Linked DNA regions of Mus musculus: regions 2, 3, 4, 5 and 6 are each linked to region 1. Evidence: chromatin contacts called from public HiChIP or PLAC-seq and promoter capture Hi-C data. All regions are on one chromosome and are shown on one strand. The core of a region is the stretch at or near the end of the contact, and the rest is flanking DNA. Distances in the headings are between cores, read along the strand shown. Region 1 holds the start of Piezo1 (piezo-type mechanosensitive ion channel component 1). Region 2 overlaps Acsf3 (acyl-CoA synthetase family member 3). Region 3 overlaps Zfpm1 (zinc finger protein, multitype 1). Region 4 holds the start of A530010L16Rik (RIKEN cDNA A530010L16 gene). Region 5 overlaps Trhr2 (thyrotropin releasing hormone receptor 2). Region 6 overlaps Gm10612 (predicted gene 10612).

Region 1 (4,543 bases), core at 807-3,306:
GAAAGCTCCCCAGGTGACTAACACACAGGCTGGGTGGGAACCCCCAAAGCTGGCAAAGCCTCCTTCACATCCTAACCAGACTCAGTCTGGAAGCTTCCTCTGACACCCACATACTACAGCTGAAAAGCCAGGGGACCTCAGAGCCCAGACTGATCCTTGGAGGGTAAGGATAAATTCTAGCTAGTAGCACTGCTGTCCACGAGCTAAGAAATGATTTTGCATTTTTTTTTAACTGCTGGAAAAAAATATCAGAGTATTTCATGATGTGAAAGCATTCACCATCTGGCCTGTCAGAGAAAAGTCTGCCGGTTTTGTTTAAGCACGGCCCTTGTCTGTGAAAGAGGACCTCTTCCATGAAGATGGAGAAGCCTTTCTCTGCACACAACAGGACCACCTCTTCCCTGCCCTGCCCTCCTTGTTCCCAAGTGTTGACAGTCAGTGAAGGAGCCTGAGAAGCAGCTCTTGTTGAATCTTTAAGAAGGGTACCCGTCTTCTACATTCTCATCCACCCATTCTGCTTATATTTACAGTCTGACCGTCTACAGGCCAGCGAGGAAAAGAAGCCACAAATGTGGGCCCTAGACCTTGGCTCTCCTAAGTCCGGGCTGAGCTGAGGACAGTATCCGCTGGCCCCTCCTTTCAGAGCTCAATGGTTTTCATTGATTCCTGCCTTGAAAAATCCCCCCCACCCCCCCACCCCGGTCTCACCACATTTTGGTCCTACAAATCAAAACTTGGCCTGTGTGGAAGTCATTGCCCGGGTTGCCTGACACCCCCCGGAGCCTGTTCCTGAAACAGGGTGCACAAGCAGTGTCCGTGGAGAGATGGAGGGAATCACGCACAACCCCCCCACCTCCAACAGATGGACTTCCACGAGGCAGACCAACTTTCACAGTGGGTACACTGACTCTCTGTGGGCTAATTTAATCAGACCCCGAGGAAGGTCACATGTGGAGGGGTGCTGACTGCTTCAGGAGGTGTAAGGGGGTGAGCAGCTGGGCAAGGTGCCCTGGGTGAGGCTGGGAGGGCGGCAATGGAGCCCAGCACCTATGACACCAAAAGAGAGAAGCTCTTTGCAAGAAAGGGACGTATGCCAAGGTAGGGGATCTCCAGTTCTGACATCAGGCAGAGCCTCCTGGGGCGCCCTGTGCCCCAGTCCCTCTGGAAGGTAACCAAGTAGGGCACAAGGAAGACAGGAGCTTAGCATTGGACAGACAACCTCGGAACTGAGACTAAGAACTGCGCCTAGGGCTGGAACATTAGTTCTGGTAGGAAATTTCTGACTTGAAAAGCTCCAGGCAGAACGCCACCTTCTCCCAGATTGGTCAGGAAGTCATGATGCAAGTTTGATTTTTTTCTTTCTTTCTTTCTTTTTTCTTAACTACGAAAGAGAATAGAAAGTCGCGCTCCCCTCACAGCTCAGACACTAACAGCCCCTTGCCCGGGCCTCTCCTCCCAGCCCGCGTGGAGACGCCCAGCGCTATCTGGGGCTCTCGCGGACCCGCGCCTCGCCGTTGCCTGCCGTGCTTTCCACTCGGTGCCCGGGCCGGGCCCGCCGAGGCCGCCAGCGCGCTCACGCCTCTGGAATGCGAGCGCCCTGGGCCGCGAGTCCCGCGGAATCTCCTCGCCTATGCTCGCCCGCCGGGGCGGCGCGGCGCAGGGGGACGCGGACGCAGCCTTCCCGCCCGCGCCCTCCACTCACCCGCCAGGAGCGTGCAGGGCAGCAACAGCCAGTAGAGCCCGGCGCCCAGCACGTGCGGCTCCATGCCCCGCGGCCGGGGGACCGCCCGGGGTCGCGCCGCCGTGGCTAAAGGGAGGTGCGAGGGCCGGAGGAACCGCGCGCCATGGCACTCTGGGCGGGTCTCCGCACGTGCGGCGCGCGGCTGCTGTGACCTCCCGCCGGCCTCGATCTCGGGTCGCCGGCCGGCCCGGCCGCGCCCTCTGGTTCCCGACGGCCGGATCCCGCGCACGCTGGGTTGTCAGCCCGCCCGGCTCGGAACTCACGGCGGCTCGTGGAGGCCGAGCTGGGCCGGACGGCGACGCGGCGGCTCTCTCCCTGCTCCCGCCTGCGGGCCTTTATAAGCTCGGCCCCCGCCCTCCCTGGAGTGCCCGCCTCCGCGCTTCCCCCGACGGCCAGGCGCGCCCAGGCACCCCCTCGCTGCCCAGCGCAGTCTGCTCGAGCGCCGGCCCTACTAGCCTGGCTGGTGCCGGTGACCCGGAGACCTCGACCCGCGCGCCCCCCAAACCCTCCTTCAGCCCAGCGCAGTTACTCGCACTGTGCCCGTGGGGCGCTTCTCCCTGGGGCTCCGGGGCCTGGGACCCGGGGTGGGGGCAATACAAGAAGACTCCCAAAGACCTGACCCACTTAGTACCCACGCGCAACTGCGCCCCTCGTGGTTGGAGCAACTTTCGCTTTGTTCCCCAAGCCGTGATGGCGCAGCGCCCTCTGGGGGCTGTCAGAGTCCCTAACTGTGGCACTGGCGGCCACGCTGGCTAGGCCTTGGTGGTTGGGGTGGAGAGACACCTTACTGCTGTGGCATCAGACAGCTGCATCCCACTGTGGTCTGCGTTGGGGCTTTGGGACTGCTTCCAGTCACACCTGCCCCCACTGTGTGGCTTGGCTTTAGTCAGTGTGCTACAGACAGTAGCAAAAGCTGACAGAGCACCTGCTGTCCCATTGGTGGCCAGACAAGGTCTGAGTCCGGCACGTGCCCGGTACCTCACCCAAGCCGCCTTGGTTTGGCTCAGTCTTCCGTATTAAGGTGGATAGGAAAGACGAAATGAAAAGGGGTCAAGAACGGCACAGTTGGACCAAGTTCAGGATGCACTGGGAAATGAGTAGCATTAGGGGCAGAGGCTTAACCGGGAGCGGTGATGATGTGACCCTTTTGAGCCTCAAGGCACCAGCAGGCTAAAGTCAATCACACTTCAGAACCTTCAATTTTCCAGAACCACCAGAAATGCAGGCTTTCCCTGGACATATAGTATTTAAACTGCCTAGCTTGGTCTCCAAGACTCACCTCTAGTCTGACTCTGAAGGGGTGCTGCTAAGACACGGGAAGGTTCAGAAATTCATTCAGACCTGCTCCTTGAGCAGCAGTTCTCAACCTGTGGGTCGTGACAGCTATGGGCCTTGAACGACCCTTTCATAGGGGTTGCATAATAGATATCCTACATAACAGCTATTTACATTATGATTCATAAGAGTAGCAAAATTATAGGCCGGGCGTGGCCTTTAATCCCAGCCCTCGGGAGGCAGAGGCAGGCAGATTTCTGAGTTCGAGGCCAGCCTGGTCTACAAAGTGAGTTCCAGGACAGCCAGGGCTACACAGAGAAACCCTGTCTCAAAAAAAAAAAAAAAAAAAAAAAAGAAGTAGCAAAATTATAGTTATAGCAACAAAATAATTTTATGGTCAAGGGTCACCACAACATGAAGTGTCTTAAGGAATATTAATTAATTAATTATTAATTAATAATAAATAAAAATAATTAATAATAAATAAATAAGCAATATTAGAAATTAATTAAGCAATATTAGGAAGGTTGAGAACCACTGTCCCAAAGGAACTGAAATGTTTATGTCTCACAACCATTGAAGTAGTTGTAGGGTAAAAACAGAAAGGAACAAACAGGGGAACTCTCAAAAAAACTAAACTGTATCCTACAGTGTTGTAGCAGTTTAAAGAGCATCTGAAGACTCCCTGAATTGTGGGAGCAGCTTCTAAGATACAATGTTACCATTGAAAAACTGGCGCCACCCTTGCCCGCCACAGCAAGTATGCAGTCTTGGCATGCAAGCAAGCCTCCTTCCTTTTGATATCCTGGTCAGTCACACACAAGCATTACCTAGGTCAAAAAAAACTCACAAAACAGACCAGGACAGTGGTGGCACACGCCTTTAATCCCAGCACTTGGGAGGCAGAGACAGGTGGATTTCTGAGTTCGAGGCCAGCCTGGTCTACAAAGTGAGTTCCAGGGCAGCCAAGACTATATAGAGAAACCCTGTCTCGAAAAAACAAAAAACAAAACAAAACAAAACAAAAACCAGACCAGATCCTTAGTATCAGAACATTCCTTCTTGTCCTTTGCCAAACAGGGAGAGGCAGATCAGGCCAGATCAGCAACAGCCTGCCTGGCCCTCAGCCCTGGTACCTCTGTATCACCTTTCTCCCTCTCTCTCTTCCTCTGTCTTTTGACCTGGCTTCATACTTGCTGTGTAGTTCAAGGATAACCTTGAACTGATCTTTGTGCAGCCGACAGGAGGTGTGTAGGATTGCAGGTGTACACCATTACACTGAGAACTGTCCCCAGGGTGAAGAGGATGGCACAGGGCCAGAGTAGACAGAGGGATGCAACTCTGCCAGTAGGGTCCCCACTTTTTCTGAGAGGTGACCAGTCACCCCTACTTGTCTCTACTGGAATTAACATTCCAGGATGCAGAAACACCCTGTTATGGTTTGTATATGCTCAGCCCAGGGAATGGCACTATTAAAAGGTATAGCCCTGTTGGAGTGGGCGTGTCACTGTGGGTGTAGGCTTTAAG
Region 2 (4,543 bases), core at 634-3,133, 250 kb after region 1:
TCAGTGTGTGCCTATAAGCCCAGCACTCAGGAGTCAGGTTAGTAGTAGCATTATGAATTCTAAGTCAGTCTCGGCTACATAATGGGACCTGATCTCAAAAAGGGGCATGTGCTGTCATCTGGGGGGATACATGAATGGTGAGGTGAGCCGGGCACTGAAGGCTCCATGGTGGTAACCAAAGGCTGGGGCATAGTCCTATCGTGACACCATCGCTGGGGCACATGCACACTGGGTCCAGTCAGGACTGTTGGGCATCTGTCTCCATGGCCTCAGACAAGGAGAACCTGTTTGAGGTGCCTGAGGAGAGGTTTGGCTGGGTTTTAAGCAGGATTGAACCAAGAGTCTTGGGGAGCCAGTGTCCTGAGGACCCTGACTCTGCTCTGTGTTTGGAGGTGCTGATGCTGTGATAGCTGCTGGTCTCAGGAAAGCTGGTGTGGCACCGTGGGGTGATGCTGCACATCCTCAGGAGCCCATAGCATCCATGTTTCAAAACCCAGGTTACCATGGCAGATGAGCCATGATTCAGAAATGCAGCCTGCTGAGACTGGGGGAGAGGCAGACGTGTGTCTCAGTGTTAATAAGCTGGTGTGCTTCTAGTTCATGCCACTGGCCTGGGAATATGTATTCTTATTGTATGGAAGCTGAGATTAAGATTCATGGTGAGGCCCTGGTTAAAGATCCTCAGGCCTGCTGCCTGCCCACTGTATGAGCCAGGCAGCAATTTGCTGTGTGGGGCAGGGGGTCTTCAGGTGTCATTGTATAGCTGGCTGTGGAAGGAGCTTGGCTTCACCATGTTTGACTTCTCACTAGATCCTAAAGTCACACGTGGTAAGGTTACACTGACTGGCTTTCTAGCCACAGGAAGAATGCAGTGCTCCTGCCTAGAGCCAAGCCTTCTGTTACTGAGTTAGCTGTACGTGTTATTCTGTTCCAGTTGGATAGGACCCGTGCAGTGAGTATCATACAGGTGATGTTTACTGCCAAGCTGGGCTGCTCTGAGATGTTAGAACTCAGCAGGGTCCCTAGGGGGGTATCTGAGAGGGAAGGTGGGGTGCGGTAAAGTAGCTGCACACTGATCGATGTCAGGGATGGCACCAACACAGCTGGTGACTAGTCAGATGGCATTACTGGGATGTGAGGATTCCTGGGTGGGCAAGAGGCCTGAAATGACTGTGCTGTGGGGTTACTGCATCTGTAGAGTCCATCGACAGCAACCAGAGCCTTGACCATGGAGAGAGGTTCCTTCCAGCCCCCAGCCCTGCGCTCCATTAAAGTCCTGCTTCCTCCCAGACATCAGGTGGTAGAACCCTGGGGAGTCACACTAGAATCAAAGCCCTAACACAGCCAGATGTGATGTGTGTTCCTTTTTTGCTGCAAAGAGATGTTCCATGAGGTGGGCGTTCACTAATTGCTATTTATGAGACATTTGTTTTGCGTGGTGATTTGAGTCTGAGGTGTCTTCAGAAGGATCTGTTGGGGGGGGATGGATGACAGCGGATGGGCTTTAGAAAGTTTGTAGACCCTGAGGCCTCTGATCACATCAGTAGAACCAGCCCCTGATGGAATCTTGGCAGGATGGCATTCTGGGAGATAGAGCCAGTTTGGGGGGAACGAGTCACGAAGGGGGAGCTCTCCCAGCTCCTCCCCTCTGCTTCCTGCTCACCATAAGGTGGACAGCCCCGCTCCACTCAGCTCCCACTGGGACGGACGCCTCATCACAGGTCCAGAAGTGAGGAGCAAGGTGACCCTGGACCACGAAGCCTCGGGAACCACGAGGCAGAACAACTCCTTTGTCCTTTAGTTGTCCTCTTAGAAGCTTGTCACAGCCATGAAAAACTGACCAACACGAGGTGTTTCCAGACTTGGGTCTTGATGAGTCATTTTGATACATATTGATTTGAGGTTTTCTTCTGCAACTAAGGATCTCTGTCTCTAAGGTCAGTGCATGGGAGGAGCCTGCTGTTATGATGCAGCATATTTGAGAACTGCTCAAATGGTTCCTGGAGGGGACGGGCTGCTTCACGTGCCACCATCAACAGGTTCTGTTCCGTGTTTGGAATCTGCAGTTTTGCAATGTTAGGGGTCAAATCCAGGACCCACACCTACTCAGCAAATGCTCCACCGCTGGGCTATTGCTCCCCACAATCCTGCACATGCTAGGTTTTTATATGTGTACGGGGGTGCACATGCCATGGCATGCATGTGGAGACCAGAGGAACTCCTCAGTTGTTGTTCCTTGTCTCCATCTTGCAGGACTTTTTGTTCACTGGCATTTATAGCAAGATAGCTGGCCCTTAAGCCTGCAAGAATCCTCCTGCCCTCAACTCTCATCTTGCTGCATGCTTACATTACAGATACACATAACCACATGCTTGCATTACAGATACACATAACCACATGCTTGCATTACAGATACACATAACCACATGCTTCCATTACAGATACACACAACCACATGCTTGCATTACAGATACACACAACCACATGCTTGCATTACAGATACACATAACCACATGCTTGCATTACAGATACACACAACCACATGCTTGCATTACAGATACACATAACCACATGCTTACATTACAGATACACATAACCACATGCTTGCATTACAGATACACATAACCACAAGCTTGCATTACAGATACACATAACCACATGCTTGCATTACAGATACACATAACCACAAGCTTGCATTACAGATACACATAACCACATGCTTGCATTACAGATACACACAACCACATGCTTGCATTACAGATACACATAACCACATGCTTGCATTACAGATACACATAACCACATGCTTACATTACAGATACACATAACCACATGCTTGCATTACAGATACACATAACCACAAGCTTGCATTACAGATACACATAACCACATGCTTGCATTACAGATACACACAACCACATGCTTGCATTACAGATACACATAACCACATGCTTGCATTACAGATACACATAACCACATGCTTACATTACAGATACACATAACCACATGCTTGCATTACAGATACACATAACCACAAGCTTGCATGACAGATACACATAACCACATGCTTGCATTACAGATACACACAACCACATGCTTGCATTACAGATACACATAACCACATGCTTGCATTACAGATACACATAACCACATGCTTACATTACAGATACACATAACCACATGCTTGCATTACAGATACACATAACCACATGCTTGCATTACAGATACACACAACCACATGCTTGCATTACAGATACACATAACCACATGCTTACATTACAGATACACATAACCACATGCTTGCATTACAGATACACATAACCACATGCTTGCATTACAGATACACACAACCACATGCTTGCATTACAGATACAGATAACCACATGCTTGCATTACAGATACACACAACCACATGCTTGCATTACAGATACACATAACCACATGCTTACATTACAGATACACATAACCACATTTGGCTTTTGCATGGCAAGGGCTTATCCACTGAGCCATCTTCTCAGCCCCAAGAACCAGCTTGTCTGTATCTACAAAGAGTCATTTGGGTTCTTAATTGGAATTCAATTACACCTGTACATCACTGGGGGGCGGGAGAGAATTAACAATGACTAAGCCCCAGTCCATGAGCATGTGTGTCTTTCCGTTCACTTAGGTCTGACCTACCCTTGTTTGCGCCATCTTCAGCAATCAGGTGCTGTTTCTTTTTCTTTTTCTTTTCTTTTTTCTTTCTTTCTTTTTTTTTTTTTTCAAGACAGGGTTTCTCTGTGTAGCCCAGGCTGTCCTGGAACTCACTCTGTAGACCAGGCTGGTCTTGAATTTAGAAATCTGCCTGCCTCTGCCTCCCAAGTGCTGGGATTAAAGGCGTGCACCACCACTGCCTGGCCTTTCCTTTTCTTTACCTTCTGTTTCTGATACCCCAGTGGGTGTAAGTGCTGGTTGCTCATCGATAGTCTGTGGCAGCACAGCTAGCTCTGGGTGGGCACTGGCATCCTCTAGTAATTTGGCTAAGTTCACCCACTAGTTCAAGGACATTGTTTGACTTCAGGCTGTAATATATTAGGAATTTTCACATATGCCTCACGTTTTTTGCAAATAGCCCTTTTATTTCTTCTTTTCAAATTTTCATTCATTTCTTTTTTTTTTTTACACTATTTCCCCAGTTAGGTTTTACGTCATTGTGTCTCATAGAGGCAGGAAAATGGGCATACTTTGTGTGTGTGAATGTGTGTGTGTGTGTACTCATGTCTGTGCCCATGTGTGTGTGACACAACATACATGTTGAGGTCAGAAGACAACTTGTAGGGGTGGTTATCTCCTTCAGAGATGTGTGTGTGTGTCATGTGGGCACATCATGAGTTCTAGACCAGCCTGTCCTACAGAACAAGACCCTGGCTCAAGACAAAAAGTGGAAGGCTCATACTCTAATAGCAAGGAGAAGTGTAGACTAGCGGACATGTTCAACAGCAACACCATCGTTCACCACTGGCCTCAAGCATTACAGCCAAGGTGCAAGTGTATGTGCTGATCT
Region 3 (4,543 bases), core at 1,160-3,659, 210 kb before region 1:
ACCCAGCTGATGCAGAGTGACCCGAGTGCTAGATTGTACATGGCCTGCTACCATAGGAAGGGCTCAGCCCCAAGGGACCTGGTGCGGGCCCCCTGAGAAGTAGAAAGAGAAGGTGGTGGCAGGCATGGGTGTAATATATGCCTAAAGGCAGCAGTAGGAGCTGAGTCCTCATGTCCCCTGTGCAGGGACAGGAGAATCCCCAGTGCCTGGGTGGGTCCTACGATTAGACGGGGCCTTCAGGGACACAATGAAAGGAGAGCTAAGCCACCAAAAGCCAGTACCTCAGCCTGGAGCTGTCAAGGCCAGGCCCTTCCTCATCCAGTCAGTACCTCACCCCCACTTGTACCCCTACCAGAGGACGTCTTCCCCTGCAAAGACTGCGGGATCTGGTACCGTAGTGAGCGGAACCTGCAAGCCCACCTGCTCTACTACTGTGCCAGCCGCCAGCGTGCAGGCTCTCCTGTCTCGGCGACGGAAGAGAAACCCAAAGAGACCTACCCCAATGAGCGTGTCTGCCCCTTCCCCCAGTGCCGAAAGAGCTGCCCCAGCGCCAGCTCGCTGGAGATCCACATGCGCAGCCACAGTGGTGAGTGCCCCGTGCCTGCCCTGGCCAAGCCAGGCCCTGCACTGGACTGGTGGTCAGGAAAGCTTGCTCTGCCACCATGTGCTATGCAGTTCCCCGTCCCTCCACAGCCTAGCGCAAGGCTTACCTGTGGCTATATGCACACTTAATAAAAGGCTGGGTGTGTACTTGACGCTGGGCGGCATATGACTGATGCGAACTAAAAGGGCCAGTGTTCCTTCCTTGTCACTGGGATCCATCTCTGTGTTCCAGGAGAGCGCCCCTTCGTGTGCCTCATCTGCCTGTCGGCCTTCACCACCAAGGCCAACTGTGAACGCCATCTCAAGGTGCACACAGACACGCTCAGCGGTAGGTGTGCTGGAGGGGGCCGGGATGGGGTCTCTGGGGCTAAACCTGAGCCCCAGGAACCTGACCACAACAGTGTGGCCTACAGGTGTCTGTCACAACTGTGGCTTCATATCCACCACAAGGGACATCCTCTACAGTCACCTGGTGACAAACCACATGGTGTGCCAGCCAGGCTCCAAGGGTGAGATCTACTCACCAGGGGCTGGACACCCAGCAGCCAAACTTCCTCCAGGTAAGCAGCCATACTGGAGCCTCACTGGCCCTTGGATAAGTGAAGGGGGGAGGGGCCTGTCCATAGGCATCACATGGTGTCCTTGTCAACCCTAGAACCCCAATCCCTTCTGCCTACCACATCCTACCTAGGGCCTGCCCTGGGCCTGACATGCAGCCCTGTGTTCTTGTAGACAGCCTGGCAGGCTTTCAACAGCACTCGCTGATGCACAGCCCCCTGGTTCCCGCTGACAAGGCACCCACCCCATCCTCAGGACTGGACAGTAAGGCCGAAGTCACCAACGGAGAGACCAGAGTGCCCCCCCAAAATGGGGGCAGCAGTGAGTCCCCTGCAGCCCCCAGGACCATCAAGGTGGAGGCTGCAGAGGAGCCTGAAGCCACCCGTGCCTCCGGTCCGGGAGAGCCAGGTCCCCAGGCTCCGTCTCGGACACCTTCACCACACAGCCCCAATCCAGTCAGGGTGAAGACAGAACTGTCCAGCCCCACGCCTGGCTCTAGCCCAGGGCCGGGAGAGCTAACAATGGCCGGGACACTCTTTCTGCCACAATATGTGTTCAGTCCGGACGCGGGCACAACCACCGTCCCTACGGCGCCACAGGCCTCGGAGATCCTGGCCAAGATGTCCGAGTTGGTGCACAACCGGCTACAGCAGGGTGCAGGGAGCTCCGGCGCAGCGGGAACACCCACTGGCCTCTTCTCGGGGACTAAGGGTGCCACGTGCTTTGAGTGCGAGATCACCTTTAACAATATCAACAACTTCTATGTGCACAAGCGCCTCTACTGCTCGGGCCGCCGCGCGCCCGAGGACCCGCCCACTGTGCGCAGACCCAAAGCGGCCACCGGCCCGGCCCGCGCGCCCGCAGGTGCCGCCGCAGAGCCAGACCCGTCACGCTCGTCGCCGGGGCCCGGGCCACGAGAGGAAGAGGCGAGTGGCACGACTACTCCGGAGGCCGAGGCCGCGGGCCGGGGCAGCGAGGGCAGCCAGAGCCCGGGCAGCTCCGTAGACGACGCAGAGGACGATCCGAGCCGCACGCTGTGCGAGGCCTGCAACATCCGGTTTAGCCGCCACGAAACCTACACTGTGCACAAGCGCTACTACTGCGCCTCGCGCCACGACCCGCCGCCGCGCCGGCCACCCGCACCCACGACCGCACCGGGACCCGCGGCTCCTGCGCTGACAGCGCCACCCGTGCGCACGCGCCGGCGTCGCAAGCTGTACGAGCTGCCCGCAGCTGGCGCCCCGCCCCCAGCCGCAGGCCCCGCCCCTGTGCCAGTTGTACCCTCCCCCACTGCGGAGCTGCCCTCTTCTCCGAGACCTGGGAGCGCCAGCGCCGGCCCTGCCCCCGCGCTCTCTCCGAGCCCGGTCCCCGACGGCCCCATAGACCTGAGCAAGCGGCCGCGTCGCCAGAGCCCGGATGCACCAACAGCTCTGCCCGCGCTGGCCGACTACCACGAGTGTACCGCATGTCGCGTAAGCTTCCACAGCCTCGAAGCTTACCTGGCTCACAAGAAGTACTCATGCCCCGCCGCGCCTTTGCGCACCACTGCCCTCTGCCCCTACTGCCCGCCCAACGGGCGCGTTCGCGGCGACCTGGTTGAGCATTTGCGCCAGGCACACGGCCTGCAGGTGGCCAAGCCAGCGGCCAGCCCGGGCGCTGAGCCCCGCACACCTGCCGAGCGTGCTCCGCGCGACAGCCCCGACGGCCGCGCACCACGCTCTCCTTCCCCTGCTCCCGAGAATACGCCTTCTGACCCAGCAGATCAAGGCGCTCGGACACCCAGCAAGGGCCCGCCAGCTCCTGCTCCTGCGCCGGGTGGTGGTGGCGGCCACCGCTACTGCCGCCTGTGCAACATCAGGTTCAGCAGCCTGTCCACTTTCATCGCGCACAAGAAGTATTACTGCTCTTCTCACGCCGCCGAGCACGTAAAGTGAGCCTGTGGGGCCGCACCACCAGGACCCTTGACACTTAATAAAGACATTCGGTGTGATAAATTCGCTGGAGGCCCAGCCTGTTGTCTTAGATCTAGTGGGCCTCATTCCATACCCCAGCTTGTGCGGCCCTGCAAAGGGCACCCCACCGTTTCCTCCAGGACTTAGCCCGCTCCAGGGATTCAACCGCCCCTGCAGAGTTCTTTTCCTCTGCCTCTAGCTCACCCGCTGCCCTGCCAGAAAGTGCATCCAATTGCAGACTACTAGAGAGAGTGAAACCTTGTTCTTGCTGAGTCTTCGAGAAAGAGGACCAAGTCCCAAAGTGCCCCTCCCGTCACAACAGGGGTGGGTACTTATGACTACAGAGTTGGGCCTGGGTATACCCCCTGTAGTCCGTGGCTGGCCGGCTGTAGGCCACGTCTGGCAGAACCAAAGCAATGGCAGTCTAGCCATTGCTTTGGCCTCTCTGCTTGGTCCCCTGAGAAGGTGTGAACATGGCTGTTCTCCAACTCTGTAAGTCTTAACCGGCAGCTGTAGAAGCTGACAGAGAGCCCTGAAAATACCATACCCCAAGGACCCGGGCCCTGTCGGCCAGTCCACCTCTCCTGCAGCCTTCTGAGGCGGCCTGCTGATGGACCTGGGTTTACACAAGAATAAATGTTCCTGAGAGTCCATTCACAGGCCTGCCCAGTCTGGAGCATCCCTCCTGGTCTCCTCTTAAGGGCCCTTCCCAGAATGCCATGCATCCTTCCACCTTCCTGATGCTCATGCCCAAGGCCTGGCCTCTGGCCTCAGTCACTCCATAAACTCCTTTCTCCACCTTGGCAGAGCAGTCTGCCCTCCCTTGCCTTTACCATGCAGGAGGGACAGGGTCTTTCCCTGGTCCCACTGTCGGAAGCCCAACCCTGCTCAGTCTACCCTGTTCCTTAGCTATAGGGCTCTACAGATCACCAGCTCTTGCCTAACCCTCCTGCCCCTCACTCTATGGCCTGCAGTTGGTCCCTAGTCACAGACCCCAAGGTCAGTCACTATGAGCCTCTGCCTGTGTCTCCAAAGTAAACCACCCATGTCAGCTCCTCGTGTGCAGCCGACACCATAGCACTGCTTCAGTCACCATCACGTGCCCAGGAGCCTGCTTGCTAAGCCACTCCGGCTCCATTCAACCCTGCCTGGCACATTCCTCCCTTCAAGATAGCCTCAGGTCACCATGGTCTGCCTCCTCACCCCGGTGCCCTGCAGGCAGGACACCCTTCATCTCTCCCTCTGGTCCCTCTTCCAACTCTCCACTCCGTTGTATACTTCTGCTTGCCAAGCTGCTGCCGCTGCGGCTTGATGGAACCCATCTGCCCTTGTACCACCTCACGATGCTTGGCCCATGAGCATCCATGAGAACAGGGAATAACACTGCCCCCAGCCACTCACCTCTGCCAGGTGTACATCTTCCCCACGCA
Region 4 (4,543 bases), core at 841-3,340, 210 kb after region 1:
GAGCCAAGCCAAGCCCCACCCGGCCATGTTGCCCCCTGCCTGCACTCCAGCCCAGCAGGGAAGCCCTGGACAGAGTCTGTTAGGACACTCCCTCCTTCCTGGCACTGTGGAATGTTCTTTGATGTGTGTCTCCATTCAGGATCCCTCATATCTGTATTCTGTCTCTACCCACAGATGCTGGACAAACGTCAGTATGACTGGGCAGCTGTGGCAGTCTGGGCATGCCTACTTGGTAACACCAAGAATGCCCTTCATTCTAGGCCTGGTGTCATCACTGTCCCCCTGATGCCTCACGGTTGGTGATTTACCCTATAAAAAAGTACAGGTGACTCTTAGGGGAATGTTTAAGAGACGAAGAAATACTCTTATTATTTAAAAACCAGGAAGTAAAACACATCTCTTACGCAGCCCCTCTAGAGAAGCCCCAACTTTCTTGGCCCCTGATCAAGATTTTGACCTTTACCATCCAGCACTTCCTTGTGGGGACCCTCCTCTCAGGGAAATCTTGTGTGTTTCTGAGGTCTGTTATTAAAGAGAACGGTGCCGGGGCTGTAAGGACGGCTGTTCTCAGGGCACTTCATAGCAGGAGTCACAGAGCCATGGACAGTGGTGGCTCGAGCTGGCTGCTGCTTCTTGCTGGTGCTTTGCATCATCAGAGCCATGGAGATGCAAGACTGGGAGAGATGGCAGTGGGCGACTTCAATGAGCTCCCAGTGCTCCAGAAGCAGGAAATCCTGGGGACAGCAGACAACCAGCCAATCAAAGGTAGGCTGGTCTGCTGTGTCAGGGTGAAGGCATGAACTTGGCGGGTGACAGAGGGAGGGGGCACCCAGGAGGTTCTGCAGAGGGACGCCTAAAGGTGCTCATATGGTAAAAAGCCTGAAAGCCGCTAGATTTTCCCATCAAAATAGAGGGTCCCTTGCTCTTCCTGGGTTTATCTGAAGACATCTAAAGTCATCTCTGGCTTTTCTCTCAAGCTTTAGAGAGGGTGATATTCCTGGTTTGAAGCCAGTCCTAGCTATAGACTTCCCTGAACCCTCCTGAACAAGAGTCTCAGAACAGAGCAGGACCCTGGCCTTAAAGGGACAGTTTCCCTCATGTGACGGAGCCCCAGGCAGACTCCTCTCTCTGGACATGGAGGAGACTAAGTATGTCCCAGCTCTGGTGTCTCTCTTTTCTCCCCACTTTTTCAGAAGTATCCCCTGTTCAGAGCAGCACCCCCTTAGAATATGCTGACCTGAATTCTGAGGTCGCATCCTACCTTTCCCCCAACCAAGTGTCAGTGCACGCCATGCCTGCTGGGGCACAGGTGGGAGTGGGGGGCATGAGAAGCTTGGTGACAGCTTGGTGACCATGTGCACAGCTGGGAGCAGGTGTCCTCTGTGCTCTGGCCTCAAGCTCCTCTTCCTTCATCACAAGCAGCAAGGCAGGTCTCTGTGGGCTTCCACACCAGAGAGTGCTCTTTGAAAAGATGATGTCAGCCTCTGAAACCTGTATGGGGGACCTGGGACAACCCATAGAAGACCAGAGACATGGCTGAAAGACAAACCAAAGTAGCCAGGACCATGGCCCCAGGTGTCATCCAGGCCAAGAAAGGACACCCAGGGGGACTCAGAGACGTGGCTTGGGGACAATGAGCTGAGCTTAGTAAAAGGTGAACGTCTGTCCTGCATTCCCTGCCCACCCATCCTGTATCATGTGACTACAGAAAGCCAAGTGGCATGAGAGACACAAGTTGCCCAGGGCCAGTCTACAGGAAGGGGCTCATCCATCAGCCCTGAGTCTGACCCAGGTGCCACTGGTCCAGTGGGGGAAGGGGACACAGGACGGTCCCTGAGCTTGGCCCAGACTAGGATCTGGCTCTTGGGCCTATGCTAAGCCTCAGAGTCCTGGCCACTTTCTGGCTCTACCTCTGCCCCACATCCCGTAGTCTGCACAGCTCAGGCTTATCTACTCTGCCTCTGCCATGTAAGGGCACCTCACCTCATTTACCGGTTCTGTCAGCCTGGGCAGGAGCCAGTCAGTGGCGCATCACACACAGAATCAAGATGGCTACCTGGTCCAGCTGCCCCGGACAGCTTGCATTCTCTCAAGCTCAGTCTTCTGGCCTGCCAGTGAGAACAGTTCCAGGTTCCTGTTCCTCTCCCGGTGCAGGCAGCCATCCCCCCAGCTGCCGCTGCTTCCTCTCCCCAGGAGCTGCCAGGCCACGTGGACACCCATGGAGAAAACACTATGAGGTCTTTTCAACGGCTTTCTCAACTACACAAATCCGCCGTGAGCAGAACGCAATGCTGGGACACTACCTCAGGGACAGCCTCTCCATTGCTGCCTCAGGCTCTGTCAAACTTGGCCGGAACCCAGCCTCACTCCCAGAAGCCTTCCTGTGGCCTCTTCTGGAAGCACCTCAGGCTTCAAGAACAAGAAAAACTAGGGCCACAACCTGCTAGAGGCTCTACCTCTGCCAGACCACTCTGCTTCTGCAATACCGACCTCCCCTTTCACTCCTGTAGAAAGGCCTGTTCCTTCTAGCGCCAGATAAGGATATCACAGAGCTAGGGCTGCTATAGATTTTCATGGCTCCAAATCATAGTCTCCGTAGGCAGGCAAGAAGCCTGGGAGCTGGCTGTTGGTCCTCCTCTGAAGGGTTAAGACCTCCAGGCTGCATCTGTAGCCAGATGCATGAATAACAGAGGTGCTGTCCCCAGCCAGGCCACTCTGCAGGCCCCAGCCAGGCCAGACTTTTTCCAGGCCTCGGGCCTCAGGTTCCCGGAGGGTTACCACAACTGTTCCAGAACAGAAGCGTTCAGTGTGTGGGTGTTGGAATGTTCCACCACCGTGCCGGGTGCCCCCCACCCCCACCCAGGGGACCGGGAAGTGAAATTGCTCAGTCTGCGTTGGGTGTGGCAGTCTGGGGTGGGGGGTTGGGTGTTTGACTTCACCCGGAAGATTATTATCACGGGAAGTAAGGCGGCCGGCCTATTTTTTTTTTCTTTTGAGACAATATCTTGCTACGTAGCCCAGGCTGGCCTCAAACGCGTGATCCTCCTGCCTGGAATTACACATAAACATCACCATACCCTAAGAATCGTCCTCTGGAGCCGAGGACAAATGTAGTACTAGCCCATGGGCTCCTCAACCGAGAGGGACTCTGTGCCGGCCTGAGTTTCACAACACCCTCCGCATCTTGGTTGGTCTTCTTTGAGACTCCCTCTGAGGTGGACCCTGAGGGTCAGCGGAGGAGAGGGAGAAACTGCATCTTGAACACGTTGGAAGCTGGCTTGTTTGAGACATCCCCCCACCCCTCCCGCGTGCCCTTTATAATGGCACACCTAGGTGTCTGTCCCAGCCCACTATGGTGACAAACAAAGCTGTCTTCCCCTGAGCTGAAGAAAGTTTTGTTTAAATATTTATTTATGCTGGAGAGATGGCTCAGTGGTTAAGAGCACTGACTGCTCTTCCAGAGGTCCTGAGTTCAATTCCCAGCAACCACATGGTGGCTCACAACCATCTGTAACGGGATCTGATGCCCTCTCTGGTAGATAGATACAGTGTACCCATATACATAAAATGAATATTTATGTGTGTGCACTCTAGTGTACGTGTGACAATCAAAGGACAGTTTGCAGAAATTGTCTCTCTCTGTTCAATCCCGTGGGTCCTAGGGAGCCAATTCAGGTCATCAAACTTGATGGCACGTAACCACCGAGCCAAACAAGAAGCAGTTTTCTGTGCAGTGGCCAATAAGATGGGCAACAGGCACATTGAGCAGGGCCCTGCCCTCCTGTACTGGCTTCTGCACCATAGTGACTGGCCTGGGCATGTGGTAATATCCCTGTTCTCGTGATATCCCTGTTCAAGTGATAACCCAGCAATCACTTGCCCAGCTCTGAATGGAGAGGTGGCTGCAATGATCAACTCACTCCAGGTCAGAAGCCAGAAGCAGAGATGAGTGCAGCTACAGCATCCAAGCTATGTAGAAATGGAACTGTGGCCCCGGGTTAGAAATCTTTCAGCGCTGAGACCGCTACTGCAGAGCCCACCGGGGCCTCAACCCTACACAGCCCCACTCTAGGGTTGTACAGCACCCGGGCCCTATCTCTGGTTGGTTTCCGCTTACTGCTCATGACTGCGGAATGAAAGTTAAGACACCTGTCTCAGTTACTTTGCTGTCACTGTGATAGAACACCATGACCAAGTGTGACTTAGGGAGAAAGGAGTTCGTCTTGATTGTTGGTTCTAGAGGAATAAGGGCCCATCATGGTGGGGAGACAGGGAAGATGGCAAGCAACAGGCCTTTGTGGCAAGAGCAGGAAGCTGAGAGATCACATCTTTTGCCACAAGCAGGAAGCAGAGAGCGAACCAGACGTGGGGCACAGCTTTGGACCTCAGAGCCTACTCCTGCCAAATGGACTATTTCCTTCATCAAGGCCACAGCTTCTAGACCACCCTCAAACAGCTCCACCCACTGGGGGGGGGCAAGAATCCAAATGCCTGCACCTATAAAGGACATTTGACATGTAAACTACCACAACTATGATTATCA
Region 5 (4,543 bases), core at 606-3,105, 200 kb before region 1:
CCAGACAGCTGCTTTCTGGGTGACTGCCCAGCTGAGCAGACACCTCCTCTTCAGACATCTACAGACGGATGGCCATTGTCCGTAAGCGGAAATGAGCAGAAATCTGTCACTTGCCCGTGCACGGTGACGTTAATGATTATGCACTTAGCCAGACATGAGTGGGACAAGGAGGAGTTAAGATTCAGGATCCTGGGAATGTAGCAGTTTGTACTTGCAGCATCATGGGTAAGGATGCTGCTTCCTGGTGCATACAATAAGGAACAAGAGCTAGATTCAGTGAGCCAGGCCCCGGCTGCTATGAACTAAAGCTCAATGCACCATGCCAGTAGAGTTGCCATTCGGACTTTGTGAATAACTTCTAGGCAGAGACTTGTGCTCTGCACAGCAGGTTACAAGGTTCTTAGAGTCATCAAAGTCTAGTCTGGGGCAGTAAAAGCCACCCTCCAGCTCTGCATTGAGTGACACCCCTTAGGTGACCCTTGTCCTAATGAGCTCCACTCATTCAGTGAACTTTCTCTGGTACAGCTGAATTTAGCTTCCACTACTGTTCATGGGGCTGCTTAAATTCTTTTTTTTTTTTTTTAAGATTTATTTAATTATTATATGTGAGTACACTGTAGCTGTACTTCAGACACACCAGAAGAGGGCGTCAGATCCCATTACAGATGGTTGTGAGCCACCATGTGGTTGGTGGGATTTGAACTCAGGACCTTAGGAAGAGCAGTCAGTGCTCTTAACCGCTGAGCCATCTCTCTAGCCCCGCTTGAGTTTTTTCAAGAACTGAGGACCCAACTCTTGCTGCGACCCTAGGAGAGAAAAAGAGAAGTACTCAGGGAGGGCCAGATGCAGGGCTCAGGTGTCACTGATAGGCACAGGGTAAGGATGGTGTATAGAGCTGAGTGGACAGGCATCAGTCGTACCTGTGGGTCCCATCCCTCGGCTGTCAGCATTGTGGACTGGCTTATCTAAAGCCCAGGCCATTGTGAGCCTGTCACATGACACGAGGCAATGGCTGCTATAGACCCCCAACAGATGTGGCACAGCCATGTTGGTGAAGGTGCTGTGCTTCAAGGGAACAGTTGACTAGAAAGGAAAGGACAGGAAAACATTTGGCGTGTCTGACATCAGGAGACCCATGAACAAGGATGGTGGATTTGTCCAGGCCAGAGGCATAGGGCGAGGTCCCACATCTAAACTATACCTGTACATGCAGCTCACAGAGGGAGGTGGGACAGCGTGGGAGGCCACGGCTGTGCCTCCATGTTTGTCCCCCACATTTGTGACCCCTGACACTACTTCCCAGTGGACATAAGCACTGATCCCAGACAATGGTGCAGGAGACAGGGCAGAGTTGAGGGTCAGTTCTGGTCACATCAGCAAGCCAGCCTGGTGTGTTGGCTTCTAGAAAATGTGCCTCTCAGCAAGGGGACACCCACATGTCACATGGGTGTGGTAAGGAAAAGTCACAGGGTAAAGGGGCACCTTTGAAGAAAGATCCCCTGGGGTGTTTCAGGAAAAACCTGCTCAAAGGGTGGCAGAACCAGTCGGTCCAGAATGGAGCTAGTGCTGGCCCAGGACATCCAGCCAGCCTGGTATGAGGGCTTCTAGAGCAGGTGCCTCTCAGACTGGAGAGAATGACATGGGGAGGCCAGAGGTAAGACTCAGCTGCCCCGGGCACACCTCCACCTTTGTGTGGGCTTTCCCCCCCGAGGTTCTAAATACCCTGCCTCACCAGCCCAGACTCAGCAAGCAGAGCCCCTAAAAAGCCACATCTATTTTGGAGCACCCCACATCCCCAGTGCAGGGATGAGTCACTAGGACCATATCCAGTCAGGAAGCCAGAAACTGCTTGAGAAGGCTGAGTCACCCAGGCTAACCACACACCCCCACAAGCATCCCCCCAATTTCTGCCTTCCCAAGGTCTCCAGTCACAGAGTGAACTGTCCTGCTTGTTGAGACGTCTTTGATACTGAGTCCCTCAGCCTTGGGGTCCCAGGACCAAGATAGGGTCATTGACCACATTTACAGGGTAGGACTCAGAGGCCTGCCGTCCTCAGGCTCAACCAGGAGTCCTGCAGACAGAGCTGAGGCTGTCTCTCTGCAAAGGCTTTCCCTGCCTTCTCATCTTCGAGTCTGCAGTGCGCCTCCACTAAAGACAGCCTACAGGGCAGCAGCTAGCAAAGTGGGTTGAGAGAGCCAGGCTTGCACATTCGGGGTCAAGTGGCTTCTTGATGGAGGTTGGAAAGACAAATGATCTCCTTCAGGAACATCTGCGGTGGATAGGATTGCTTGGTGGAGTCTCTTGCAGGGCTGCCCACTGTTACAGAAGACTGGAAGGAGGGCTGAAGCTGGGGCTGAACATCACAGAGCAGCCTTGGGTGCTGGTGTGACTGGCTGGACACTGTTCTATATAACCCCCACTGTCCAGTGACCAGGTTTGAGACCTGTGTGCATGGGCTCACCAAGGGACAGATGCGATCAAAGCTTAGAAGAACATTACTTCAGTAATACCCTTAACATGGTACTGCTTAAAATACTGGTGAAAACAGATAAAGGGGGTAGATCCCACAGACGGTGAAGGCTGGGCCTCCAGCCTCCTCTCTGTTCCCACCGGCCTCAATTTGGAGTAGAGAACCTCCCACCCAGGGTCCAGCTGAGAGCGTTCGAGTGTCCTTCTTCATGGTAAAGGAATCTCTGGAGACCCAGAAGCAAGGAGCTGCCTGCCCCTCTCCTGATGGCCCGCCAGTGCTCAGAACAGATGCCAACCAGGGGAGTGGAGTCAGGGGCCAGGCAGGAGTCCTCAGAGCACACTGAAGTGGGGCTCATGCTGGCAACGCAGGGAAGCAGCTGCTGCTGGACCTGAGACCTCACGGGAGCCCAGTTGCATCTTCTCAGTTCCTAGGGAGGTCTCCTGGGCAGCACTGTAGTTGCTGGTGGGGGCGCATGCTGCACGTCTCTGGGACCCAGCTGCCCGGCACCAGCACAGTTTCAGGAAGGCTGCCCGGAATTTCTGCGACATGAGGCTGTAGATGACAGGGTTGATGGCACTGTTGGTGTAGACGCAGGTGCGGCAGAACAGCAGGACCCAGGGGTCCAGGAAAGGCCGGGCCAGGAAGGAGTTGAGCAGCACCAGTGTGCGGTAGGGGGTCCAGAGCACTGCAAAGAGCAACACAATCACGGCCAGCATCCTGGTGGCCTACAGAGAGGTAAAGGGGGGAGGCGTGACTGTGAGACACCCACCAGGCATGGGGAGAAGCTGACAACAGGGTTGCTGCATATGTCAGGTGCCAAAACCAGAGGGTTAGGGATCTCTCAGAACTGGGCCTCAGACAGTATCAGGACACTCACCATCCTTTCTTTGTAACACAATTCTTTGTAACAAAAATGTCTTTGTAACACAATTCTGTTATAAGTCCCCAGCCCCAGATAGGGTCCCCACTGTGACTTTTCCCATTTCAAAGCCCCTTCTCTGCTCAGCCTGCCACCTCCCCTTAAGCTTGGCAGCTCCTCTTCCTGGAACACTTTCATGCTCCCAGCTTGGGTTTCTCCCTTGCCAAGCTCAGCTCTATCCATTTGTCACCTGTCAGCGAAGACCCCTGAACTGTCCCCTGACTGCTGTTCTCCAGCATCGCTCGCTGCCATGTTTCCTTCCTTCCTTCCTCCCTGGACTTGGACGGGCTTGTGTTTACTTGGTTCTACTGTTGTCTACAAGGAGGGCATCTGACGGCCTTCCCATGTTCTCCTTCCCCACGATCCAGCACCCACCTGGCACATACAAGGGCTTGGCAGGCATTGGATGGATGGGTGGGTGAATGGATGGATAGATGGACAGATGGATGGATAAATGGGTGGGTGGATGGATGAATGGATGGATAAGGGGGTGGGTGGGGATGGGTAGATGGATAGGTGGATGGATGGGTGGATAGATAAATGGGTGGATGGATAGATGGGCAAATGGATGAGTGTGTAGATGGATGGATGGATAGGTAGGTGGATGGGTGGGTGGGTGGATAGATGGATGGAGGGACAGATGGTTGGACAAATGAGGGACCAAGTGACTGTTTTACTTACTTGCTTTCCCAGCTACACCCTATGTATTTTATCTTTTTTTGCATATCTGTGCCTCTCCCCATGACTCTCCACACATGCAACCCCACCTGCACCCCAGAGGACCCCTAACCTGCTTCCTGGAGGACATTGAGCTCTTGGACCTAGAGCAGTTGCCTGGTGTACCCTCGCTCTGCCCATGGGACTGCCTCTCCTTCTGCCAGGCCTCCTGGGACAATGGGCTCTGAAATAAGATCCTTCCAATGAACCCATAGAGCACGAGGGTCCCCAGCAAGGGTGCAATGAAGAAGACAGCAAAGTCCAGCAGGTAGATGGGCAGGTAGAGGCCTCGGGACACCTTGTAGCCACATTCCAGGCGCTGGTTGTCACGGACATTGAGGTCCACCAGAAAGAACCAGAGTAAGCAATAGAGGGACGTGACCCCCCAAATGCCTGCGATGATCCGTCTGGCCCGGGCCACAGTGCACACGGTCTG
Region 6 (4,543 bases), core at 1,100-3,599, 150 kb after region 1:
CTACTAAAAACCCCTTGTTTCATGTCTTCCTGGATGTCACTGTCTTGGCCTTGAGTGTCTTGAAATTAAGAGTAATACAACAAGCTACAAGCTTAGGTCTTGAGTTCCAAAACATGGGGTCCTGCTTGCCCCTTCTACCCTGCTGGCTGACTGTTCTCTTCAGGGTTTGAGGAGAGAGGACCCTGCTGTGAGATAGGACAGTCCACCAGTGTCACTGTGTTCCCTGTGTTCTGATGAGGGTGGAGCATGGGATCAACGAGGGCACTGGGTTGTGTCTGTTTATTTTCAGTGCCAGCAGTCCTGCAGGGGCCAGGCTCCTTGACCTCTGAAGAACAGAGCAGTGTCATGGTCCCCAGAACCAGTGCAGCTGAGCCACAGCCCCTCCCCCCAAATATATCAGAGTGAGTGAGTGAGCCAAGGAAGGGTTTGGATCAGGGGCAGTGAGGGGTTTTTGAAAACAGCCCCTAGCCCAAGAGGCAGCAGGGCTGGACCCTGGGTGCGGCTGGTGGGAGTGGGTGGCTCCCCACCAGCTCCGAGGCAGATGTTCCTGGCTTGCACCTGTGGGGCCCACAGATGGGACACTTCCGCTTTCAAGAGGAGGCCTGGCGTTGCTTACTGCCCTGTCCGCATGCTTTTCCAATCAGCAGGTCTCACGGAGGTGGGGTTTGAAAGAGAAGAAAGTTGCTCACAAGTGGGGGACTGCCCCAGCACCTGGGGGTGATCATCCGCTCCCTATGCCCCCAGGAGGGCAGTTGGTGTTTGTGGGGAAGTAGACGTTGGTTGTGGCTTTCTGCGCTGGGTGGTCCGATAGATAAGGAAGGAGTGGGGAAGGAAGTGGCTGCAGAGAGCTTGAGGGGCCGCGGTTCCCTGCAGAAACCATGGCCGTCTGCAGTCTGCACCCAGCTTTATGCCAGGGATTGGGGGCTCCCTCCTGTTCCCTCACACTCTTCCCATGCCAGGGTGGCCAGACATCAAGATGGCCTTGCTTCTGTCTTTTGGAAACTGCAGGAGACAGCTGTCCATCAAAGTTCTCTAATGATGTGGCTGAGTGATTCCAGGTTGGGGCAGCCTTCCTTCCAGGCCTTTAGGAATCTGCTGTCTAACCAGAAAGCTGAGAATAGGAATTCAGAGGCTATGGAGACTGGAGGCAAGGAGGCACTCAGCTTACACTGTCTCCTCTTCTAGGTTGTGAGACTCTATGAGTGCTGGGTAGGTAGATGAACAGATGCATCATGGATGGATGGGTGGACAGACAGACAGATGAAAAGAAGAGGCTACACAAGTCTCATAGCAATCCACTTTATACAGAAAGGATAGGGTCTGCAGGTTGATGTCTCTAGTCTCTAAACCCATCAAGGAGGGCCGTAAGTCCCAGCCGCTCCAGATTGGGGGGAGGGGGGAGAACAGTGACCTGTGCAGCTCCTTGTGAGCTGAGCGGCAGGCCACCAACTTCTGCTTCTTGGTCCCAAGTGAGGTTTGTCTAGTTAGGGTGGGTAGCAGGAGCCATACACTGGGTGACAGGTGAGCCTGTCCAGTGCTGGCCACCAACCCTGCCCAGTACAGGGTGGGGCTGAGCAAACTCAGAACCAGAGAGCAGGTGACACAGCGCATGGCTGGGTGACACGTGGAAATCCGGGACGGGGACTGTGATCATCAGATGTACATCTGGAGAGGACAAGCCTGCTTTTGGGTCCCTAGGCTGGAATTAACCCCTTGTGAGGGTTGGAATTGGGACCCAATGTTTTAGGGGCTTGCTTACATCTCTGGAAAACTCTACGGCTGCCCCTTAAGGTGCTTCTGAGAACAGAAATAAATTCAGCAAACCACACAGGAAGCGCATCTGCTGAACACCTGGATGTGCGAGGCCTGCCTGTGACCTCGGAGAACCCACTCAGCCTCTAGTGAGGCACAAGTGTCAGCGTTGCCACCACCAGCACATCACTGCCACCAGTGCATCACCTGGAGGCTCAGCAAGGTCACCCAGCAGCTGAAAAAGGGCTGGCATTTTTTCAGCCAGGCTTAACCCAGATTGGTGAATCTGTAGGCATCTATGACCCAAACTGTCAGGCACAAAGTCCTATCTACCTTGGCCACTGTTACATCAAGCCCGGGTCCCTCAGCCGCAGGAAACCAAGGTGTCCCAAGGGAGAGTCCAGCCTGTATATGACCCAGCACACAATGCAATGACCCACAGAAGCAGGCATCCTGAGAGCCTGGGTGCTGCCTGCTTATTGGTGGGGAAGCCCCTTCTGAAGCCACTTTCTCTTTAAGGGGCCAGTGTGGAGGGCAGCCCCTGGTTTCTTTATGACTGTGAGGTTGGGGCTGGAGGCTCACCCTTCTTGGGGAGTTGCTCTCCTCAGCAATCTCTTTTAATTTCACTTCCTTTGGGTCTGGGAAGCCAGAAGTGCAGCTGGCCCGGGGCAGCAGGTGCCTGAACCACAGAGGCAGAAACAGGCAGAGATGAGAAAATCTCCCTTAGGCGTGAGCACTGTTTCCTTCGTAATTTCTCACTCCATCTATCTTTCTTTGGTGTTGAAGGGCGCTTTAAAGGGAGCTCTAAATAGGCCTGGACAGTGTACTGGTAGCATTCTGAATACTCTGTTGCAGCAGGCAGCCACAGAACCTGGTGCCTGCTGGTCAGCTTCCCTTGGGGCCTCCAACCCCGCCTTCACAGTCACACCAAGGGTGCCGCCCTTCCTCCAGTCGGTGGGCTGTTTGCAGGTGTGTCGTGGTCATGGAGATCCTGGTAGGCCTGGCTGAGAGAGTGACGGGTGTTTTAGGCACCTGGAAGGATTTGGGAGACGCTTGGAGTCAAAGCTTTTGGATCTGATGAGTCACTGGTGTGGCTAGCCAGGTTTCCTCCTGAAACTGGACCCTCTGTGTAAACTAGTGCTGCCATTGAAGTAACCTCAGAACAGAATGGAAGGGAACTTAACTTGTATCTGCGAGGAAAACAAATTTGCATTGCTTTTTAAAAATGAAGTTTCTAGTAACATTTTTCTGTGCACGTGCAGATCACGGTCCAGTTTAGAGGCTGTGGGGCTCGACCACGGGCTTTCACTAAACTTTTTTTTTTTTTTTTTAATTTAAGACAAGGGCTCAAGTAGCCCAGGCTGACCTCCAACTAACTATGTAACTATGACTGGTCTTGAACCCCTGATTTTTTTTGCCTCTATTTCCTGAATGTTGGAAGTACAGGCACGCACTACCATGTCTGGCTATTATCTGTAATCTTAAACATCAGGTAGGACTGGTGAAATTGGTCAGTGGGTAAAGGCACTTGCCACCAAGCTTGAAAACCTGAGAGAAAGTGGAAGGGGAGAACCAACTCTCTGTACTTTTCTATTCTCTGACCTACACACACACACACACACACACACACACACACACACATACACACATACCCACATATATACACAGAGACACACGCACATACACACATATACAGAGACACATGCATGGACAAATGCATAGACATACACATACACACACATATATATACACACACACTCTCATATATACACACATAGAAACACACACATACACACATACACACTTATACACAAAGACACATGCACAGACAAATGCACTGACATAAACACACACATACACATATTCACACACTCAAACACTCACACACAGACACACATACTTACACACAAACACACACATAGACACACACACTTACACACTCACATATAGACACACACTTACTCACTCTCTCTCTCTCTCTCACACACACACACAGAAAGAGAGAGAGTAAAATATAATAGAAAATTTTAAATCACACGCCCCCCACCCCCTTGAAGGCCCAGTCGGCACTGTTTCCAAACACCAGTGCCTCCATGGGCTACTGGATGCTCTCTGGTTCCTCCTTGCTGAGTGTCTGGTCTCATGAAGGTCTCACTCTGGACTCTGCCTGCTGCTGTTGTCTTTTGCTTAACTTCAGAGCTTGGGCTTCATCCTAGTGGATATGGTGGTAGAGGGTTGCCTTTCCTAGGCTGCAAATTACTTTCGTTTTTTCTCTTCAACTTAAGCTTTTTCGTTAGCACACACAGATTCCAGCGGTAGTCTCCAGAGCAGCGACTCTCTGAACCCCTGGGTCTCAGCCCATGGATCTGTTCCCTGAACATCCACTGCTCCTGCATCCCAAGTGCTACACAAGGCTTGAACCCTGTCTTACCCGACATGTTCATATAGGTTCCATATACTGTGGAGGGGTGAAGACAAAGGGCCAGAAGGGAGGTGTAGGTCCCCCACAGTATGGTTGGCAATGGACATTTGTCAGGAAACCTGCAGAGGCAGACACCCTGGGGCACTTGAGTCTGTTCCCATGAGCCCTTGGGGGCTGAGGGCCAAGGGATGGACCTTCGGGAATGCATAGGGAAAGTAACAGAGAGGGACCTCAGGACCTGTCTTTTCTGACATCTCTGATCTGTAGGACACTTGCTCTCTGATGCTACCTCATGCCTGATGTTCCTCTTGGAAGGCTGCTTGGTTCCCCAGCCTCTTATGACCTAGTTCCTTCTCCTTAGGAGACATG

The links. Promoter capture Hi-C pulls out the DNA fragments that hold promoters and counts their contacts. HiChIP or PLAC-seq counts read pairs in DNA pulled down with a chosen protein or histone mark.
Region 2: a contact with region 1 is called in a FOXA1 HiChIP or PLAC-seq map of pancreatic cancer cells. The contact joins the enhancer-like site here to the promoter of Piezo1 in region 1. A contact is called at or near these places in 5 of 39 promoter capture datasets (cranial neural crest, hippocampal neurons, liver and 1 more), 1 of 484 Hi-C or Micro-C datasets (nephron progenitors), 17 of 115 datasets of contacts at active chromatin or transcription factors (the SCID.adh cell line, acute myeloid leukemia, astrocytes and 13 more) and 1 of 9 other capture datasets (liver).
Region 3: a promoter capture Hi-C map of hippocampal neurons shows a contact between it and region 1, with 2.3 times the contacts expected there. The contact joins the enhancer-like site here to the promoter of Piezo1 in region 1. A contact is called at or near these places in 1 of 39 promoter capture datasets (hippocampal neurons), 4 of 484 Hi-C or Micro-C datasets (the G1E-ER4 cell line, cerebellar granule neurons, cortical neurons and 1 more) and 2 of 115 datasets of contacts at active chromatin or transcription factors (memory CD8 T cells and pancreatic cancer cells).
Region 4: a contact with region 1 is called in a promoter capture Hi-C map of liver, with 4 times the contacts expected there. The contact joins the promoter of A530010L16Rik here to the promoter of Piezo1 in region 1. A contact is called at or near these places in 12 of 39 promoter capture datasets (cranial neural crest, embryonic stem cells, frontonasal cranial neural crest and 7 more) and 1 of 115 datasets of contacts at active chromatin or transcription factors (memory CD8 T cells).
Region 5: a promoter capture Hi-C map of hippocampal neurons shows a contact between it and region 1, with 2.3 times the contacts expected there. The contact joins the enhancer-like site here to the promoter of Piezo1 in region 1. A contact is called at or near these places in 5 of 39 promoter capture datasets (the SN4741 cell line, fetal liver, hippocampal neurons and 2 more), 2 of 484 Hi-C or Micro-C datasets (the G1E-ER4 cell line and cerebellar granule neurons), 4 of 115 datasets of contacts at active chromatin or transcription factors (embryonic stem cells, memory CD8 T cells and pancreatic cancer cells) and 1 of 9 other capture datasets (adipose tissue).
Region 6: a contact with region 1 is called in a promoter capture Hi-C map of pre-B cells, with 3 times the contacts expected there. The contact joins the enhancer-like site here to the promoter of Piezo1 in region 1. A contact is called at or near these places in 11 of 39 promoter capture datasets (the C10 cell line, the HPC-7 cell line, cranial neural crest and 6 more), 3 of 484 Hi-C or Micro-C datasets (all in the G1E-ER4 cell line), 1 of 115 datasets of contacts at active chromatin or transcription factors (memory CD8 T cells) and 2 of 9 other capture datasets (adipose tissue and liver).

The regions. Positions count from the first base shown.
Region 1 is chr8:122,549,273-122,553,815 of GRCm38.p6, forward strand. It overlaps Piezo1 (piezo-type mechanosensitive ion channel component 1), which reads right to left and starts at 2,057. Exons shown (of 51, transcript NM_001357349.1): 1 at 1,703-2,057. The coding sequence starts at 1,766.
Region 2 is chr8:122,797,673-122,802,215 of GRCm38.p6, forward strand. All of the region lies in intron 6 of Acsf3 (acyl-CoA synthetase family member 3), which reads left to right. Among named protein-coding and RNA genes, the nearest start is that of Gm35466, 23 kb to the right of the region's middle. Within about 2 kb of position 1,884, at least 2 of the 459 cell types and tissues checked have an H3K27ac peak or open chromatin away from gene starts, as enhancers often do. A contact at or near this core is called in pancreatic cancer cells, where this site is marked.
Region 3 is chr8:122,334,097-122,338,639 of GRCm38.p6, forward strand. Zfpm1 (zinc finger protein, multitype 1) reads left to right here. Exons shown (of 10, transcript NM_009569.4): 7 at 356-586; 8 at 836-931; 9 at 1,017-1,163; 10 at 1,336-3,766. The coding sequence ends at 3,095. Among named protein-coding and RNA genes, the nearest start is that of Gm46056, 8.2 kb to the right of the region's middle. Within about 2 kb of position 2,410, at least 44 of the 459 cell types and tissues checked have an H3K27ac peak or open chromatin away from gene starts, as enhancers often do. A contact at or near this core is called in cortical neurons and hippocampal neurons, where this site is marked.
Region 4 is chr8:122,760,671-122,765,213 of GRCm38.p6, forward strand. A530010L16Rik (RIKEN cDNA A530010L16 gene) reads right to left here and starts at 2,091. Exons shown (of 3, transcript NR_151739.1): 1 at 1,984-2,091; 2 at 1,262-1,504; 3 at 340-734.
Region 5 is chr8:122,354,311-122,358,853 of GRCm38.p6, forward strand. It overlaps Trhr2 (thyrotropin releasing hormone receptor 2), which reads right to left. Exons shown (of 4, transcript NM_133202.3): 3 at 4,181-4,543; 4 at 2,657-3,196. The coding sequence ends at 2,801. Among named protein-coding and RNA genes, the nearest start is that of Trhr2, 6.2 kb to the right of the region's middle. Within about 2 kb of position 1,856, at least 77 of the 459 cell types and tissues checked have an H3K27ac peak or open chromatin away from gene starts, as enhancers often do. A contact at or near this core is called in the G1E-ER4 cell line, hippocampal neurons and pancreatic cancer cells, where this site is marked.
Region 6 is chr8:122,700,137-122,704,679 of GRCm38.p6, forward strand. It overlaps Gm10612 (predicted gene 10612), which reads left to right. Exons shown (of 3, transcript NR_166074.1): 3 at 1-24. Among named protein-coding and RNA genes, the nearest start is that of Gm10612, 4.5 kb to the left of the region's middle. Within about 2 kb of position 2,350, at least 78 of the 459 cell types and tissues checked have an H3K27ac peak or open chromatin away from gene starts, as enhancers often do. A contact at or near this core is called in adipose tissue, memory CD8 T cells and pre-B cells, where this site is marked.